2 separate regions of the Mus musculus genome follow, and region 2 is linked to region 1. Evidence: chromatin contacts called from public targeted proximity ligation data. All regions are on one chromosome and are shown on one strand. The core of a region is the stretch at or near the end of the contact, and the rest is flanking DNA. Distances in the headings are between cores, read along the strand shown.

Region 1 (6,012 bases), core at 1,169-3,668:
CCAGTTCAAGAGGAAGACCTTCCCAGATAAAGGAGGAAGGTCAAGGGTATATACCAGGAGATGCACACCCCAGCTAGAACTGCTAGATAAGCTCTCAAGGTCCAACAGTTTCTGGGAGTTCAGGAAGCTAAATGTGTGGGGGTGAATCCCACCCCTTCCTCTACAGGGATTTAAAAAAAAAAAGGCTTATTTATTATGTATACAGTATTCTGTCTGCATGTATGCCTGCAGGCCAGAAGAGGGCACCAGATCTCATTATAGAGGGTTGTGAGCCACTACGTGGTTGCTGGGAATTGAACTCAGGACCTCGGGAAGAGCAGCCAGTACTCTTAACCTCTGAGCCAACTCTCCAAGCCTGCAGGGATTTTTTTGGGGGGTCCCCACCCAGGACCTCAGCCTTCTAGGATATTTTTTTTACCCCTCTCAAACTTTAATGTGTACCAGAATCACCTTGAGGCTGCTGGTTACAGATAGCTGGTTTCCATCCTTGGAATTCTTCTTTTACTAAATCCATAGTGATCCCAGAAATTTACCTAGTTAAGTTCCCAGGTGCAGGCAATATTCCTGGTTTGGGCTTCTGTTAGATTAGCAGGCCTTGTCTGGCTCCAGGCAATCTTGGCTAACCACTGGATTATCCAGCATTGAAGAAAATCTTTGCTTGTCTGGAGCACATCGGATAATCTATACTAAGAATATGGTTTGTGGTGGAGGTCCTAGGCCACACTCTATCTGTTAAGCCTCTAGAGGGGCTGGACACTGAGGCCAACGGTGTGGGCAGTCAGCCATGTTCCTCCCTATGCCTGTCCTCTAGTACAAACACCAGACACCATGGTTCTGGAGGGTGTTTGTGGCTGGCAGAATGTCATGTAAGCTGTCCTACATCATTGCTGGAGAATTAAGTATTCTGTGACTTCCTGGGAAAAGAATTGGCATTTTGTGCCTGGTTACTCTGGGATTCTGCTCTGTGTGCTTTATTCTGTTGTTTCCTTCTGAACTCTTCCACTGTGACAGTGACAGACTCTAGTGGCCTTGCAGAGCTCTCTGTTTTCCCAGCAAATCACTGACATCTGGGTGAGCCTTGGGACACCCGACTACTGCTATACTTGGATAACCACTGCTTAGGACTGTGGGGTTAATTTGTTCAGGTTCCTTTTCATTAGGCTTTGGGAACTTCCCTTACCAAAACAATGCTTAGGTTGTGCCCTAAGGGTTTCCCTGATTGAATGCTTTGGCCTGAGTATCCTAGGTCTGTCACCCCTACAGTCTAGAGGTCAGGAGGTTGTGGAAGCCTGGGTGTTGTTTTGTTATATAATCCAAAAGAATCCTCTTGGGTCTCTGGGTCTTAGTTTCCCCAGCTACAAATAGGAGTTTGGATGAATTCTGTTCCTCCTGGGAATGATAAGGCCCTAGAGCTGCTATGTACAGAGTACATGGGGCTGTTTCAGAGGTCAGGCCTGCCTGGTTTAGCACCACTCACCTGAGCCATGGACCCACAGGTTGTGCTGGGGCCCCCCTGCAGGGTTAGTCGATCTAGCCATTCAATGCTGTCTTTCCTGGATCCATCTTAAAAGCCGCAGCTCACTTTCTGCATTGTAGTTCTTGTGCCTTCCCTGTCCTTGCATTCCTGGCCTTGGGGCCAAAACAGGGAGGAATTCCTTATAGTGCCCACTAGTTACGTGGCTTTTATTCACAGACTCAGCATATGCTGAGGATGGAAGAAAAGAACAGGGGCCAGGCAGGGCCTGGAGAGTAGGGTGGCAGGGCAGCCATGCACGGATTGGATTAAGGAGTTTACAGAAGAGAATCTGCTGGCTGGGACAGACCCATGTGGGGCAAGGCTGGAGGCAGGCAGCATGCAGGAGGTCTGGCTAGATCTGCCCAGAGCAGATCCACCCAGGTAACGGCTGTGAGCCAGGAGGGTGGGACCGAGGTCACTTTAGGGTAGGGAGAGAGAAGAATGGGTGTGGGATTGGATGGCAGGCACCTTACCCCCTCAACTCCCACCCCCACCCCCAGGAAAATGGCATAGAGGACTGGTTAGGACACCTGACATCTGGTCCTTGATGCTGCTTTGGGACTTGGTGTATTTAACCAAGCTGGTCTCCTCTGGTGTTGTTGTCCTGCTTACGCTTGGACATTTGCCTTGGAGGTGACCACATAGGGCTGACCTGGGGACATTTGTAGGGAAGTTGGACAATCCTGGAGAGTGTGCCTAGGGCCTACCTGGATGAGTTCTGCCTGTGTAGGGAGGGGATTTCCAGCCAGGGTTCACCACCTCCCTCCTCTTCCAGACTTTTCTCTCTGTGCTTGGTGTGATCTCCCATATGAAGCTGCAGCAGGTGCTATCACCACTGCAATCCAGGCCCCCTAATGGGCCAAGGAAGACTGCACCTTTAAACTACTGGCCCGCCCTGTTGGCTCCTGACTTCCTGCCTAAACGCAAACAGACCAAAGCCCGGATCCTCCTGCTGGGCCCATTCCCACACAGCAGGGATCAGAAAAACCAGTTCCCCGGGTTTCACTCTCTGTCTGGGAACAGCAAAGTTTGGAAAGCGGCAAAGTCTCTCTGGGCTGTCCAGGAAGGTGACCCAGGGGCCTGGGAAGCCAGAGGAGTCCTGAGCAGGGCTTTGGGGCTGAAGATGCAGCCCATTTTCCGGGACACTTTCCACCGGCCTCTCCCTGGAGCTGAGGGTGGAAGGATGCAGGAGAAGGGGGCCATTAGCATTGGCGGGAGGGGGTGCGGTGCACAGAGCCAGGGCGCTTGGGGATTTTGCGCCAGCGCCGCTTGTCCCAGCGGCAGAGCAACAGCAGGCGGAAAGTGTCCCGGAAGGCTTTGTTGCAGAGTGCGTAGCACATGGGGTTGACAGTGCTGTTGACGTAGCAAAGCCAGTAGCCCAGCTCCCATAGGGTTTCTGGAACACAGTCCTTGCAGAATGTAGACACCAGCACCATGATGTTATATGGTGTCCAGGTGAGGATGAAGGCCAGCAGGATGGCACTCAGGGTCCGAGCTGCCTTCTTCTCCTTGACCAGTGAGAAGGTCTTTCTCTTGGCCAGTTGTTCCTTCCCTCGGGGTTTTTGGCCTTTGCCGCCTCGGTCTCGGCCTTTCTTGGTGGGCCTCTTGACTGTATTTGGGGAGCTTTTGGGAGGCTGCTTGGTGGGTGCCTGTGCCTCAGGATCTACCATAGGCATCTTGATCACCACTTCTGAGCCAGGCTCCTCACCTTCAGAGGATGTGAGGGACTCCATGGAGCCTTCATCCTCTTCCTCTTCTTCTTTCCAGCTGTAGGCCTGCAGAAGTCTGGGTGCCCGGCAACAGCGACAGCAGCGGCCTGGAGGTGACTCGGGTGAGCCTTCAGCTCCTGGCTGTGACCTCTCTGAGCTGCTGCTGCTGCCACCACCTTTGCCTGGTGTCTCAGAGCCCTGTAGGGCTGCTAGCTCCCGGGCTCGGTTTTCTGTCTCCCGGTAGATGCGCCAGTACAGCGTACACATGACTGTGACAGGGAGGTAGAAGGCGGCCATGGCTGTGCCAAAAGTGATGATGGGTTGGGAGAGGAACTGGATGTAGCACTGCCCAGCCAGCACTGTCCGCTCCCCAACTAGGTATTGCCAGAAGAGGATGGCTGGGGCCCAGAGAACGAAGGAAACCAACCACGCGAGGCCAATCATCAGAGCTGCCCTGCGGGGAGTGCGCTTGGCTCGGTAGCTCAGGGGTCGGGTCACTGAGAAGTAACGGTCAAAGCTGATGAGCAGAAGATTCATGACAGAGGCGTTGCTGGCCACATAGTCCAGGGCCAGCCAGAGGTCACAGGCCAGTGTGCCCAGAGCCCAGTGGCCCATGAGCAGGTATGTGGTATAGAGGTTCATGGAGAAAGTGCCAATGATGAGATCAGCACAGGCCAGGCTCAGCAGGAAGTAGTTGTTGACTGTCTTGAGCTCTGTGTTGACCTTGAAGGAGATGAGCACCAGCAGGTTGCCTGTCACTGTAGCCAGAGACAGGAGGCCTGTGGTGATCCCGATGAATGCCACTTGCCAGGGACCCTTTCCTGGTGCCAAGACGGTGATGTTGGGACTGACAGCAGGGGGCACTGAGGTGTTCATTGCAGCCAGGTGGAATGAAGGGGCAGCCCCTTCCTCCAGTCACAAGATTTTTCTCAGAGTAAGGGCATCACCTGAAAAGAAAGGACACGAGCTTTGGCTGGGCCACTTGGTACCTCTGGCAATTCTGAGTGGAAGATACAGCCCCAGACCTTTCAGAGTGCCAGGCCAGACAGCATCACCCCCAGGCGCTGGCACCTACTCACCGTGGCTAACAATGTGCTTTCCAGCCACAAGGAGATTTTTGCCCGCAGCATGGGGGCGGTCCTGAAAGCTAGGGACCTAAGTCCTCATTAGAGCTTCTGAATGGGTTCAGACTCTGAGCCTCAGTTTTCTCATTGGAAACATTTTCAAGTATTTTTACTTTATGTGTATGAGTATTTTGTCTACGCGTATGTCTGTGCACCACGTGTAAGTAGTGTTTGAGGAGGCCAGAAAAAGGGCATTCCCGGAACTGAGTTACACAAATTGTGACTACTTTCTGGGTGCTGGGAACTGAATCTGAGTTCTCTGGAAGAGGAGCCAGTGAGTTCTCTTAGCTACCAAGCCATCTCTCCAACCCCTAATTCCTGTTTTCTTTAAATTTCATGTGGCAGGAATTGGGAGGGTTCTTTTGTATACAGACCTGCGAAATTTTCCAAGCATTTTGTTCAACCTTATTAATGTCTTCATTTAAGAAGGACTTGCTACATGCCAGACACAGTGCTAAGCACCTAATCAAGTTATCTAATTGAACTGTCCTGCTCATCCTTAGCAGGAAGGCCCTTGCCATCCCTTTCTTCCTGGAGGCAATGGTGACTGAGCAGCTTCAACCTCTGCTATAGTGACAAGATGCCCAGTGGGATTAGAGTTTGCTTCCTCCACTTGCTGTGCACGGGCTGCTCCAGTGTGAGGCTTTCACCAAAGAAAGGGTGATGGAAAGAAGAAGAAAGCTCCAAAGAGAAGAAGAGGGTCGGGAGTAATGGACCTCCTCTGTAATCCCTGCACTTGAGAGGAGGACGAGGCAGAAGGATCAGGAGTTTAAAGTCATCCTCTGCTACACAGTGAATTTGAGGATAGCCTGGGCTACAGTTGAGGGCAGTGTTGAAACAGGGAATAGGGTACAGGAGAATGTGTGGTTTATACCTACACATTCTTCCATGGATTGTATGTGAAGCAGGACACAGGGGCGATGAACTCAGGTCCCAGACAGGTGAGGGTCTGGCCCCAGATGGGATGTGAGTGGCTCTCCTCCCTCTCTCTGGTCTGTTCCTGGGTCCCAGCTAAGAGTAGGGCAGCATGGGGCTGGAGAGATGGCTCAGCAAGTAAGAGCACCCGACTGCTCTTCCGAAGGTCCTGAGTTCAAATCCCAGCAACCACATGGTGGCTCACAACCATCCGTAACGAGATCTGACTCCCTCTTCTGGTGTGTCTGAAGACAGCTACAGTGTACTTACATATAATAAATAAATAAATCTTAAAAAAAAAAAGAGTAGGGCAACATGGGAGATAGGGGGATCCTCCAGACTTTTCTGGAACCTGGAGTCTGCCCCAGACACTAAAGTTGTGAAAAATGAAAGTCTAGGAGGCAGGGGAGACCTCCCGCCAAAGCCATGGCAGACCGAAGGGCCTGCTAAGCTGGAGCCCAGCTGCTGTGTGATTTGGTGGGTCCTTTATTGTATCCCCACCTGTCTACTAAAGAAACTTAGGGTCTTCCTAGCCTGAAGCTGTGGCCTGTAGGACTGAACTGTTGGCGAGATTCTTCCAGGTCCTGGTGTTGCTTGGGGTCAGTGACACAGAGAACCATTGTATTTAGTGCTACAGTTAGGCTGCCTGCATCTAACACTACACTTGATATTAGCTAAAAGGCTGTAGGAGAAGTGGTAACAAGCAAGAGGGTATTGGTATTGCCTTATTTGTTCTTTTCAAGACAGG
Region 2 (6,012 bases), core at 1,506-4,005, 430 kb before region 1:
AAAATGGTTTAATTTGTGTTTTCAAATAAGCTCTCTGCACTTGGGAGGCAGAGGCAGGTGAATTTCTGGGTTCAAGGCCAGCCTGGTCTACAGAGTGAGTTCCAGGACAGCCAGGACTGCACAGAGAAACCCTGTCTCGGGAAAACAAAAAACAAAACAAAACAAAACAAAAAATAAATAAATAAATAAATAAATAAACTCTCTGACTTGCTCCTTGTCACAGCGGGGAAAGTGGGGTATGCATCCCTGTCATCAGAGATGGAGGGTGAGGGAGGCTGGATGGGGTTACCCCTCCCAGACCTCCCGTCTGTCAACATTGCACAAAATCCTCACAGTGTTTAGATTCTGTAGCTATTCTGGGGCAACAGGGAGCTACCCCCACAAACCACAGGTGTCCTGCTCCCTGAGAGGAGTGAGGGCCAGCAGAAATCAGAGGCAACCCAGGTCAGGAATGGAGCAGGGAGGATGTTTGGGCCATCAACAGGACTGGGACAGGTGGGTGTGGTTTATGGGTGTCATTTGTGTGACTCCTTCCACAGCTTAAATGCCACATTCAGACATCCAGGGAGAGTTGAGCCATAGTGAGTTCTGTGTCCCAAGGAGTCAGAAATGTGAAAAGAAAACTCAGGCATCCAGACCTTTGGCAGGGGTGGGAGTGTGGAGCTAAAGAGAGTCCCTCGGGGCATGTTAAATGTGTTTATGTCAACTTCCCCATTCACAAGTCCTGTGGCCCCCAGCCAGATGTCATCCAGATCTAGGGGCAGCCCAAAAGCATTCTGGGTCAGAGGTTGGGAAAACCAACATATCCTAATAACTTTATCCTTCAAATTCTGCTTTTCATCAACCCAATATTAAAATGAAATTGGGTTTTCAGAACCAAAGCTCCTGACTTCTGTACAGAGTCTAGAAAGTAACATGATTAGATTGATAAATAAAACAAGTGTGGATGAGAACTTAACATCATCTCAGATTTAACATCTACTATGCTCTTACCGGCACTTTGTAGATTCTATACAGAACTCAGGAACTTGGGTTCTGAGGTTATAATTTGGTGCCAAGAAGAAAAGAGGTTGGAGGCAGGTACAATGACACACAGCTATATTCCCAGCACTTGGTAAAGCAGGAGGCTCTGGAGTTTCAGGGGTGACCTCAGCCATATAAGGAGTTTGAGGCCAGCCTGGGCTATATGAGACCCTGTCAAATAAAAACAATAGTTTGAGTCTTCTCATCCTAGAAGGCTCAATAGTCACCACTTAGTACCTAGGGCAGGTCCCCAATGCTTTTTTTTTATGCAGGGTGATCTGTCTGCCTGCATATCTACATGCCAGAAGAGGGCATCGGCTCCCTTTATAGATGGTCATAGGCCACCACTATCTGGTTGCTGAGAATTGAACTCAGGACCTCTGGAAGGATTTTTAATTATTTTTCTTTTAATATAAGGAGTGCTCTGTCTGCATGTATACCTACATGCCAGAAGGGGACAGGTCCTGGATTCTCAAAGGTCAGCAGTCTTTCATTAAGTATTTTTAAGAGAAAAATGACCTGCAACAAAGTAGCTGCTTGAAAAATGGCTCAGAGGGGAAAAGCTTGATGTTCAAGCAAGAAGTCCTGAGTTCTTATCTCTCCGGCACCTGTGTAAAAAAAATCCATGGGTTGTGTTACAGACATGTAATGCCAAACCTGGGAAGCAGAAACAAAAAAGGTCCCAAGGGCCTCTGGCAACCAGTCTAGCCAAAATGTCAATCTCTGTGTTCAATGAGAGACCCTGCCTCAAAAATCAAGATGGAAAGTAATAGGGAAGGGTCCTCAGCATCGACCTACACACTTATCCTACAGTTCTCCCAAAATGAGACCAGACATGCTAAAGTGTGTGTGTGTGTGTGTGTGTGTGTGTGTGTAACTTTTTAAAACTTGTATGTGTTTGAATGGTTTGCAAGTGTGTATGTATTCACATCACATGTGCCTGCTGCCCACATGAGTCAGAAAAGAATTTTAGTTACACCATTTTGGAGGGGCCCTGGAAACTGAACCCAGATTTTCTGCAAGAGAAGCCTGTGCTCTTAACCACTGAGCCATCTTTCCAGCCCCATGAAACTCTCTTAGTCAATATTCTCTACCTTTCCATGTCAGTAAACTGTCATATAATATTCTGTCCTCATTCAACTATGCCCATCTTTCCTTACAATGGGGCTATCTATTTTCACCACCTTTCTTTTCTAGGGTGACAGACGTGTATAGAATCCTGTGCCCGTGGTGTGATACTTTCTCCACTGGTCAGGTTCCTCAGATGGTTGGGAGAGATTCGTGACTGAAGACCACAGCCCAGGGATACTTGCTGGCTGTGTGCCAAGTAGACTATTGCCAATAGACATGCCAGCTCCTGAGCATTTCTGGACCGTGACCTAAACCTGAGCAACACTGGGCCATGACATGGGCCCTAGGCAGAAGACTGGACAGGGAACTATGGGCTGTGCCAAAGCACAGGCCCCACCCAGAGTTTGGCTAGGGTGAGAAGAGCAGGTGAGACTAGGTTCACCCTGTGCTGCTCACAGGAAAGGGCTTGCCCACCCCCTTCCTGCCCAGGTCACTTCCCCTCCTACAAAGGGTCTGTTTGTTGTTCTTCCTAACTCCTCTTACCTCCAACCTTTCCCAGGGCCCCCCTCTTCCCAACACAATAGCCAGGCCACCCCAGTGTATCAAAGTCAAAGGGCATTTTCAGAAGTGTTTACAAACCAGTGCAGCTGTACACCTCTCACTGCAAACCCAAGAGTATTTACCTTGGGCTAAGGATCTGTGGTTCTGCTGACCTTCCAGTACAGCCTAGCACTCCCTGCCCCATGCAGATCCCCAGGGACTGGAACTTCTGAACCCCCGGCCTTCCAGTCAGAAACCAAGTATTTAATCTTAAAAGCAAGAAAGAAGAGGGCCAAGTTTTCCTTCCTCCGGGCTTGTCCAGGCCCCTCCTCTGCACCCACTGAGTGAGGTGTGGGCCCCACATACCTTTGGGCTGACTTCATCCTGATCCAGCCTGTCTGTCCTGAGCCTCCCCAGTCCTGGCCATTTCATCTTTATCTCTAACATAGATCATGCAGATATCACACCACAGATGCCTCATGACTAAAACGTGTGCTACTTTCCCAAGCCCTTTCCCACCCTGTCCCTGTGGTAGTACAAATTCCAACATATTTGCTGTCTGCTCTCAACATATTTGTTGTTCTACCCAGAAAGGGTCGGGACCTTGGGTGGGGCACTGTCACTTGGGTAAAGCCACCTCTTCCTGCCCCCATCTCTGCCTCCAGGTTCCCAACAGAGTTGGAACTTGAAAATGTGCTGCAGAAACTGGCTGCTTGGCCTGTGGGGGCAGTTCCTCTGCTTTCAAACTTGCAGAGGAATAGACCCATGTCCTGACCAACTTTTCAGTGGACCCCTGGCAAGGGCTTCACTGTGTTTGACAAAAGTGATGTCAGCCCTGGTTCCTATCTATAACCACCATGGCTATTGCTCTACCACCTCCCCACATGGCCAGCCCCAGCCCCAGCCCCAGCCTCCACAGGGACGTCCATGCCAGGGAAGGGGCCAGTGCAAAACAACCCAGCCGCTCTAACACTCAGCAGACATCCTGCGCCTCACCAGGGCAATTCTCAGAACACTGTGCAGTCAGCCTCAGGAGAGCTGCCTAGCTCAGAGGCCTGGCACACACGGGACCAGACCTTCAGACCCTTTAGTGCTGTTAGGGCTCTGAGGCTGCACCACACACAAGCCAGCTTCTGAGTCCACCTCTGTTTCAAGGCTTCCTGGGAGTCACATGGGAGGCAGCTGTGTCCAAGCCTCAGAGAAGCAGCCTGAGGAATGAGGAAACCCCACCTTCTTTCTTGGAATCTGTGCTTCTCAGCCGGTCTGTCACTAGACCTCCCAGGATCCTCACTCTGAAAGACCGAAGACTGGTAGTACCCTCTCCAGTGCTGTAATGGCCAATTACTTACTGCATGGGAAATCCCTAGATACCACGCAGCATGTGTTAGTCATTATTATATATTATCATCCCAAACCACACCAACCAGACCACCCTTTGTTTTCCAATCCCCTTCCATGCTTCAAGGTTATCAGCCTGCATCTTTACCATGGGCCGCTGGCTGTGTAGTGTGGTCCAGAACTCAGAAGGCTGAGGCAGGGAGGCTCAGGCCATCCTCAAGTACAGAGTAAGAATCGCGTCTATATAGACAAACAAATAACTAAATAAGCCACTGCTCTGTGGCCTCAGAAGTTAACATGGACTATTTTGACCCTTCCCTTAAGCTGGCAGGGACTCTGCTGTTCCCTGCATGGGTGTCCACACAAAGGAGAATATCGGATTCATATTCTATGGTTTAGGGAACATTTTCACTTCTGGTTCTACAATATGGAGTAGACAGGGCATTAACCATCACTCTTTAGTTCTAAATGAGCCCTACCAGGCAGAGCACAGTTGAAGTCAGGGATAGAGACCTAGCATCTAACACACAGGATAACTGCACAGTGGAGACTTGCACCCCAGCTCTGCCTGATTCTAATCCCCATTTGTTTAAATTTTTTCCCCTCAGCAACAAGCTTGGTCACAATCACTTAAGTGTATCCTCCTTCAAAAAAGAAGTTCAGATGTCAGAAGAATTAGAGACAGTCACACAATGAAAAGCAGATGTCCTGCCCCTTGTCCCTGGAGCAGCTCCCAGGAAAGGGAGGAAAACTGGCTGATGGGTGGCCCCTGCAGCCACCCCACCCATGAGCTCAGCTCCTGGCACGTAGTTCTTCTTCATGAAGAAGTGGGCCTCCTGGGCCCAGAAGAGACAGACACACGAAGAGCTGGGGCCAGACCACAAGGCTGCTCACTCTGGGGGTCAGAATAAGGAGTGTCCAAGGCCGGCCAGCCATATTTTCACTAACTCTATCCTTAACTACCCTGGAAGGCAGATGCTATGCCTGTTTTTCACATGAGAAGTCTTTCTTTGGTTCTTTTCTGAGGTAGGGCCTCACTGGGTAGCCCTGGCTTACATGGAACTCACTATTATGTAGACCAGGGTGGCCTCCAATTCACAATGGTCTCTCTGCCCCGTCCCTGCCCCTGCCTCGGCTGCTACCTCCCAAGGGCTAGGATTACAGGTACACACCACCACACCCAGCTATGTGGCTTTCCAAACTAACAATCAGGAATACAAGAATATGAACATGGCCTGTCGGACTCCACAGTCGGGCCAACCTACAAATGTGATCTCCACTTTGTGACTTTTACCTCTGGTACTCTGGTCAAACCAGAATGAAGCTGTTTTCAGAGCAGAAGCTACACATTCCTTGCTGTAGCTGAGTGTCCAACTCACAGGGGCAGGATTCCCTTACTCATCCGGGTCTTTAGGGACCCAACCACTATAAAGGCTCTAAGATAGAATTACCAGAAAGGCCAGGGCCTTGGGGAGGAAGACAGAGCAAGCAAGGCTCATTAGGATGGTAGTTGGGTAGCAAGAAGGTAAAGGCAAAATAGGGAGCAGGCACAAGACATGACTGAGGGCCCTGTTTCAGGGCCCCAGGTAAGCAAGACCCCTCTGGAGGGCTGTTTCTGTAACTGACATGACCACCTCCATGACAGGGAAGGCCTGGGGTTTTTAGTTCAGAGCAACCCAAGCAAGGGAGGCAGAGGCTGAACCCAAGCCTATGTCTCCTGGTGGTGTGTAGGATCTAAGTTCCTAAACTCCAGGAGAGGCACTGCTCTCATTTAACAAACCACAGCCACAGCCACCAAGCAGGAACAGTGCAATCGAACTCCACCCAAGCCAACCCTCCCTCCATCTGGTGCCCAGAGCACAGCACAAGTTTCTAAAAGACTCGGGGAGCTGAGCAGCACAAGTGCCTGGCTTTGCCTTCACACCCAGAACCACCCTAATGTCCCCAGGAGCCACTGTGGTTTCTCTTGTGTGTCCTGCCCACCGAACTGTAAACCCTCATCCTTTTACCCATGATGCTGCTCTCTACCCAACAGTACAC

Evidence for each region.
Region 2: a targeted proximity ligation map of epiblast stem cells shows a contact between it and region 1, with 6 times the contacts expected there. A contact is called at or near these places in 10 of 484 Hi-C or Micro-C datasets (the Ba/F3 cell line, the G1E-ER4 cell line, double positive thymocytes and 3 more) and 3 of 130 datasets of targeted methods (embryonic stem cells, epiblast stem cells and extraembryonic endoderm stem cells).

Annotation. Positions count from the first base shown.
Region 1 is chr19:8,676,022-8,682,033 of GRCm38.p6, reverse strand. Chrm1 (cholinergic receptor, muscarinic 1, CNS) reads right to left here. Exons shown (of 3, transcript NM_001112697.1): 3 at 1-4,172. The coding sequence starts at 4,101. The coding sequence ends at 2,719. Among named protein-coding and RNA genes, the nearest start is that of Chrm1, 15 kb to the right of the region's middle.
Region 2 is chr19:9,104,059-9,110,070 of GRCm38.p6, reverse strand. No RefSeq gene overlaps it. Among named protein-coding and RNA genes, the nearest start is that of Gm41805, 7.3 kb to the right of the region's middle.